Linked DNA regions of Nothobranchius furzeri: region 1 is linked to region 2. The links are chromatin contacts, called in public Micro-C maps. All regions are on one chromosome and are shown on one strand. The core of a region is the stretch at or near the end of the contact, and the rest is flanking DNA. Distances in the headings are between cores, read along the strand shown. Region 1 holds the start of LOC107394299 (bifunctional methylenetetrahydrofolate dehydrogenase/cyclohydrolase 2, mitochondrial). Region 2 overlaps slc20a2 (solute carrier family 20 member 2).

Region 1 (3,481 bases), core at 156-2,655, 68 kb after region 2:
TGGTGACTTGCTCTTTAAACAGCTCGAATTTGTTATGATTTAAAAGTTGTTTTGACATTTCCAGATATCTTATTATTTTAATTTTTACATAAAAATTTGGTCTATATTTTCATGTCTTTCTGACCAGAGGACCCAAAGACAGCAGTAACTGCACATCTGCTTCCATCTAGTGGCCAAGGACTTTAGTGATTCTGCTTTCTTTCCCTTTGGGATTTTAGGTGTTCTGGACGTTTCTTCAGTAAGAGAAAACATAAAAATGCTACAAGAATAATTCAATAAGTTTCATGCAGAGGGAATACATGTTAAAACAGAGCAATGCATTTGTGAACATGGGTCAATAGGTTTGTTTCTGAGGTTTTATCTTCTTTCTTTGTGTGACCAAATGTGTACATGTTTTTGATTTACTTATATATTTTTTTCCAGTTTAGGCTGTGTTTACTAACATCCTTGCTTTTTGCACACTTTAAACTCATAATCAATACTTAGTTAGGAACTTTACAAAACAAACAAACAAACAACCAACCAATTAGCCCAAGAGTCACAGGAATTCATAAAGAAATATAGCTCCAAAAACAAAAATAATCAACAAAATGACCTACATCATATTGCTTTTTTCATCTGATGTGAAATCAAGATTTGAATCTCTCTTGTTAAAGTTTGAATGTAACATAAACACAGGTAAGCATGGAATGGGCCTCTTCATGGGAACACTGTCTTATGCAATGAGCTGCACTTTTTATTTACTATAAACAAGGGTTTGAACTGTCTGACTGGAAATTAAAGACTAAAAGAGTGTTTTACCCAAACATGTTGTCATTCACAAGAACACACTCACCCAATCACTCATTAGCGATCTAAGACAGTGGCTTCCCAGCGCTAGACGATCGTAAAAGCAATAGTAACTCCAGATTTCTCTGATCTGACAATACCAACATGCTTATAAACTTTAATTATTCTGGACACAAAGAAAAACACTTCAGCTTATAATCACTTAAATCAATTTATGACCATTTAGTTTAGTTATTGTAATGATCATGATAGAAATATTCAGTCAGTTGTTTTTCAGTTCTATTCTGATTTCTGAAAATTGTCTCGAGACCCCCTGTGCAGTTCTTGGTGACCCTCAGTGGGGTCCCAACCCCAACATTGGGAAACACTGATCGCAGATATATTTTGACATCTGACCTCGCGGGACTCCATCCAATGAGAAAAATTTTTGAATGCCCAAAATGTTAATTTATTTCTTTTATTTCTTACATTTGTGGCTTCGACAGGTCCGTGCACATGAGTAAAACTGTTGCTGCCTCCGAGGTAACGCTAGTAACACACTTTACATCTTCCACAACACAACTTTCCTTCCACTCAGCAGATAAACTCACATCCTAAAGCAACGCCACCTCTCTGCGTACCTACGCACGCCCTACGTCAAGCACACGAATATGGCGGCATCCGTTACACCTCTACGCTCCTCCTTCAGGATTTGCGGCTCGTTAACCGCCCACCATCACCGCTGCCCCACCAAGCTGCGGACACGCGGAAAACACGAGGCTCAGCGGAGACCCCTACATGTTTCCGCGTGGAGGTAAAGGGGGCCACAGTTCAAAGACTTTCCGTAGTTAACCGGTTTAGAGGAGCGACGTCACGTTCGGGCGCCGGTGGACTGCACGTAGCGTCACGTGGCAGAACGTAGAGTCACGTGGCAGAACGTAGAGTCACGTGGCAGAAGATGGTGATTGACAGCGGATGTCACCGTCGGTAGAGCGCGCCGGTTAAACGAATAAAAGATACAGAATTTGAGTTTTCTTCAAACGACGATGTTGACAGACGTGTCGGAGTTAAGTAACTCAGTACGTTTGCTCATAAGAACGCGCAGCGTTTGAGTTAATCTTGTTGGAAAGGCAGGGGGATGTAATCACGGGAGGGTACAGTTTTCGGCACTACACCGGTGCTGTCAGCTCGTTACTTGATGTACATCGTGTAGTTTTGCTGCACAAACGCACATTTTAAACGTTACCATGGAAACAAAAACCCGGATAATTCCACCAATACTAGTGAGGAAATAGTAGCACTAAACATTGGCGAGGACATTTTTAATGAATCTGGTGATGAAACAACTGAAATATGTTAAAATGTATTTTTGGTGCCATTTATCTCATCAGCTTATATTGTTCATGTTCAACAGTGATCCATTAATGCTGGTTTCTGTCATCGCTCCACTCCCCCAGGTGTGCAGCTGTGGTGATTTCGGGAACAGAGTTGGCTCGACAGATTCACAGAGAGACCCAACGGGATGTGGAGGAGCTCGTGGCTCAGGGAAACCCGAGACCCCACCTTGGAGTGGTCTTGGTGGGAGATGACCCGGCCAGCCGCGCCTACGTTAGGAACAAGACCCGGGCAGCCAGCATCTTGGGTCAGAAACAAACTTAACTATTATTATTCTTTTAGGCCAGAATTGGGTTGCAAGTAGAGGGTGACCGACAGTGGCGGCTGGTGAAAAATATTTTTGGTGGGGCTGTGCTATTTTTTTTTTTTAAACTTGTGCTTTCTGAGCTTTGTGCACAACTCCACTATTTCCTGAATTAAGCACAGCTCTTTTATTTCCTGTCTTACATCATTGGACAAACTGATTAATCCAGGTGTGTCTGACTATTGGCACGCTGCCTTGCAGACCAAGGTTGAAAAATACTGCATTAAATTGCACATAAAATAACACGACCATATATGGTCCACATCCACATTACTGTTTGTGAAACTAACATACTGGAGAATTTCATCACAATAATATTAAATGAACAAGTATGTACCTGATCTTTTGCATGCTGTTGGTGAAGCTCTGGATGACCCCTGTGATGTAGACGGAGTCAATGTTCCTCTTCTGCAGCTGGTTGAACAGCATGTCCACATGTGGCATGATCTTGTGACACAATGCCAGCAGAAAGCCGAAATCTTCTTCCTCCAGCATTCTCACAAAGCCTCCTGCCTCTCTCTCAGTGACTGGATCAAAGTCATCCGAGCCTCTGATCATCTGGAAACATCTGAGGAGGTCATCCTTGTGCTCATACATTGTGTTGACATCTCTCTCTTGGACAAAATGTGCCGGTTCTGATCCACTTCTTCATTGTGTTTCTTCACTGCAAGCCTGTGCTCGTCTCTAGCTGCATGGCAATGTTAGCTCTGCCTAGCATAGCTAGCTTCACCGTGTTGTCCATGTGTGACCGGGATAACTCATGTTTCTTCACCTTCTCAGGAAAATGTTTCATGTCCGTAACTCCTGACTCATCCTTGCCTCATCTGTCACCGTCGTTTTGAATAACAAACACGGAAAGCAAAATAACGCATTAGCGTGATCGCATCCAGCTAGCCAAGCCTTCCCAGAAGCCTCGTGTGTACAGTTTACCTCTCTCCTCCTCCTGCTGGCTTATCTTTACGTCGGGCTGATCTGGTCCAAGCTCTTTGACATTAAGTTTTTCCACCATAGTTC
Region 2 (3,535 bases), core at 963-3,462:
TGCTGCTCCAGCTCCCCGTGGTCTGACGTTAACGTCTCCATCGCTCGTGAAACACAAAGAAAACTCGCAGGAGAGGGCCCATCGTGCTCATTTCATTAAATTTCTCTGAAACAACAAAATAAAGTATCTTTGTGAACCTCCACTGGTAACTGAAGAAATGCAATGTATGTTTTTTGGCTTCATCAGACGAGCCAAACGACAGGGTGACCTTTCAGTTCGGAGGACAATAAAAGTGTTTTGGATGGAAATGAACTAACCCAGTCCTGCTCTCCGCTGTGTTTTTATTTTTCTGTAGCCAACTCCTCGCTGGCTAGCGTGTAGAAGCGACTTCAGTCTCGTTAACCTGAAGCACGTCCTCGTTTCTAACCGTTGGAGCGAGCTCCTACATCAGCACAGCTGCAAATAACCCGAAAAATCAGTGTAAACCTCTTGTTTTGAGTTTGCATCGGTCTGAATCCTGATGGGATCCATTATGTTGGGAAGGAGCTTCATAAACACCTGAAGGGCTTTCTGGTGCCAGTTATGATGAAACGACTAAATGCCACCTCCCGCGTACGAGCAGGGCCTGTTATTAAACCTTTAGAGGGCGCCGGGCTGCAGGAAGGTCACGGTTTCTGCTGCTTGGTGGTTTCTGATTTATCCCACGCGTAATGAAAACCGCCGTCCTGCTGAACCTCAAGCTGTGTGCCGGCATCAATCCAGCAGCTTTTTATTGTTGCTAAAGAGACGTTTTAAATGAAAGCCAGCAGAAACGCCGGTGGGAACGTAAGAGTTGAGTCTGAATTATCGGAGCCCTAAAACCTGGAAATAAATTCACTCAAGACTTTATAGAGAGCAGAAAGTGAAGTGGTCGGGTTTTACGGACCCATCGGGCTGGTGCCGCCACAGCAGGCCCGTCCAAAAGACGGCCGAGTGCATTTCTAGTGTAGCAGGCCGTGCATAATCACTTTTTATACGAGAACTTTTTGTACAAATATAGAAAAATAAACTAATTTTAATTCTAAAAAGAAAAATGTTGCTTTTCATAACCAGTAAGACCTTTAAAATGATGTTGGCCCTCGTCTTGAAAAGATTGGAGATGTGTGTTCTAAAGGAATAATAAAGGTGACATTTTCACTTAAAACACGGATTAAAACCAACAGTATTATGGTTTGTATGCAGAGCAAATCAGATTTTTGTCCTTTCATCTTGCTGATAAAACGAATGATTTTCAGTTGTAGCGAAACTATTAAAATGTCTTTTTTGCGAAGACTAAACCAACGCAAACTTCATTTATTGAATAAATTATAATTTATTTAGTAAAAAAACACAAATCTTTAAAAGTATTCAAAATGAAAATAAAAACATGTTTCTGGCTAACTGGATATGGACTGTGTTTGTATAGAGCCTTCTTAACCCCCCAAGGCTCTTTGCATCACAGGCATTCAGACGCCGGTGATGAGCTACAATGTAGCCGCAGCTGCTCTGACAGATGTGAGGTGCCACCAGTCCCTTCAGCAACCACCACCAGCCAGAGTGGGTTAAGTATCGTGCCCAAGGACACAACAGCAGCATTCTCTGGTGGGAACCGGGATCAAACCTGCAACCTTCCGATTCCTCCACCTCCTGCTTTCCCACCCATTTATGCTTTAATCGGTTTCTAAAATGACAAATATATATATATATATATATATATATATATATATATATATATATATATATATATATATATATATATACATATACAATTTACTAAATTCTCCTCTTGCATGAAGTAAATTTAGTGAAAAATCTAAATGATCAACATTCAGCCAAAATAAGACGCCACTCCAAAGGTTTTGGGTATTCTTTGTAATTTTAATTCCCATAATTGTTTAAATGTGACATTTTTTCCCCACTAAAAACCTTAAATAAAACATTACAGTACGATATATGCAAATCAGAGGAGCTGTAGGGTTTTGTAGAAGCAGGCTACAGTTTCTTTTGAGACATTTTATTATTTTTTGTTTTCATGGACTGGACAGTAAAGTAGCAGGAACAGTAAAAAGACATCACGGAGCTGTAAAGCCTGCAGGCCGGCCAGGGAGCGCATCCCAACACAAAAACAACCATTAAAACCATCTTATCACAAAGAGAGGACAGCCATCACCTTGGGATGGAGAAAAGCTCTCCACTGCTGAGGTGAGCGCTGCCTGCACAGACAAGAGGGGGCGCTACTACACCAGTGCAGCAGTGTAGCACCATGGTAACATTCAGGGAGAGGAATGGTACATTCTGTAAAATGGTTCTGATGCAGCAGGAGTACAGAAACTCCCTCAACGACAATTTACAACGATTTATTCCGAAGGTCTGCCTCACTCCACGGGGAGGAAAGGGCTGAACTGCGCCCTCTGGTGGCTGAGATCACAATTATTCACTTTTTATAAATTGTTTTCCATTAAACTCAACATTAGAGCAGCAAATGGCTCCTTTAAGAGTGCAGTTGGGTTTGTTGAAATTGTGCTTTTCTGGCTCAGTCAGGAATAAAATATTCTATACAGGTGAGTGGCTTTGTTTAAGCGCCGCCTGCTGTTCAGATAATGCATCTGAAATACATTTAGAATAGTTTTAAAATCAAATCAACTGATTTTTTTCTACTTTCAAGTAAAACTGGTGGCTGAATATATTTCCATTGTGGTTTGTTTAAAAATAAAAATAAATGAAAGCTACCAGAGCACGATTTTCACTTTTTCCTCCCCATCTCGAGCGATGCGCCTCTTTCTGGCCAATCAGGACAAAGAATGAAAGGCGGGAAAATGACAGATGAATAAAAAGATGCACCGTGAGTCACACAGACGACTTGCCTTTATGCTCAAACCAATTTCACCCTTTAACAGGTTTTTATTCTCTTCATCGAGGCTGCAGGGGTTTTAGTGTCGCGTCTGCAGGATGAGAAAAGGCGCAGTTGTGCGTTTATTCTAGCCGAATGACTCCTTCCATTGACTCAACAAAACATTTGATCTGTTCCACTCTTTTGGAGTTTTTAAAACAGACAAAACTGATTAAAGCTGACTCATTTATACAGAAAGTACAGATTTAGTGACATCAGGCTTGTTTACAGCTTTCAGGGAGTCAATGGGAAAGGAAAACCTGCGTTTTTAGGGGTCACCGTTAGGTGAAGTAATAAAATGCACTTCCGCTGAAACACCTTGCAACAGGTAACAAGAGTAAAATATGGATGTGAGCATGGAAGCCATGTGCGTCCCTCTGCGTAACGAGCAGTCTGGCGAGGAAAAGGTCACGAGCTGCAAGAGACTTCGGCTGCCAAAAGCACGAGGAACCAAACGCTCTCACGCTCTGATTTATTTTCTGTTTTTTTCCAATTAAAATGACAACAAACGGCTGCTTGTTTTATATCAACGAGCAGTAAAACCTCCCTCCTCCCGCAGCTCATGATCACAGCAGCAGGGAAACAAAATTACAAAGTGTTTTCGTCTAAAGTTCAAAAATAAAAACAAGTCATTTCTAAATCTCATCTACCGGTTACCGACACGTCAAATCTACACGTCAGAGAGGC

Evidence for each region. Hi-C and Micro-C count contacts between places; a contact is called where the count stands out from the background.
Region 1: a Micro-C map of tail fin shows a contact between it and region 2, with 18 times the contacts expected there. The contact joins the promoter of LOC107394299 here to the enhancer-like site in region 2. A contact is called at or near these places in 2 of 2 Hi-C or Micro-C datasets (skeletal muscle and tail fin).

What each region holds. Positions count from the first base shown.
Region 1 is chr17:56,718,425-56,721,905 of NfurGRZ-RIMD1, forward strand. It overlaps LOC107394299 (bifunctional methylenetetrahydrofolate dehydrogenase/cyclohydrolase 2, mitochondrial), which reads left to right and starts at 1,406. Exons shown (of 8, transcript XM_054731665.2): 1 at 1,406-1,582; 2 at 2,226-2,410. The coding sequence starts at 1,440.
Region 2 is chr17:56,649,964-56,653,498 of NfurGRZ-RIMD1, forward strand. slc20a2 (solute carrier family 20 member 2) reads right to left here. Exons shown (of 11, transcript XM_015973187.3): 11 at 1,816-3,535. Among protein-coding and RNA genes, the nearest start is that of LOC107394297, 13 kb to the left of the region's middle. Within about 2 kb of position 2,213, at least 1 of the 3 cell types and tissues checked has an H3K27ac peak or open chromatin away from gene starts, as enhancers often do. A contact at or near this core is called in tail fin, where this site is marked.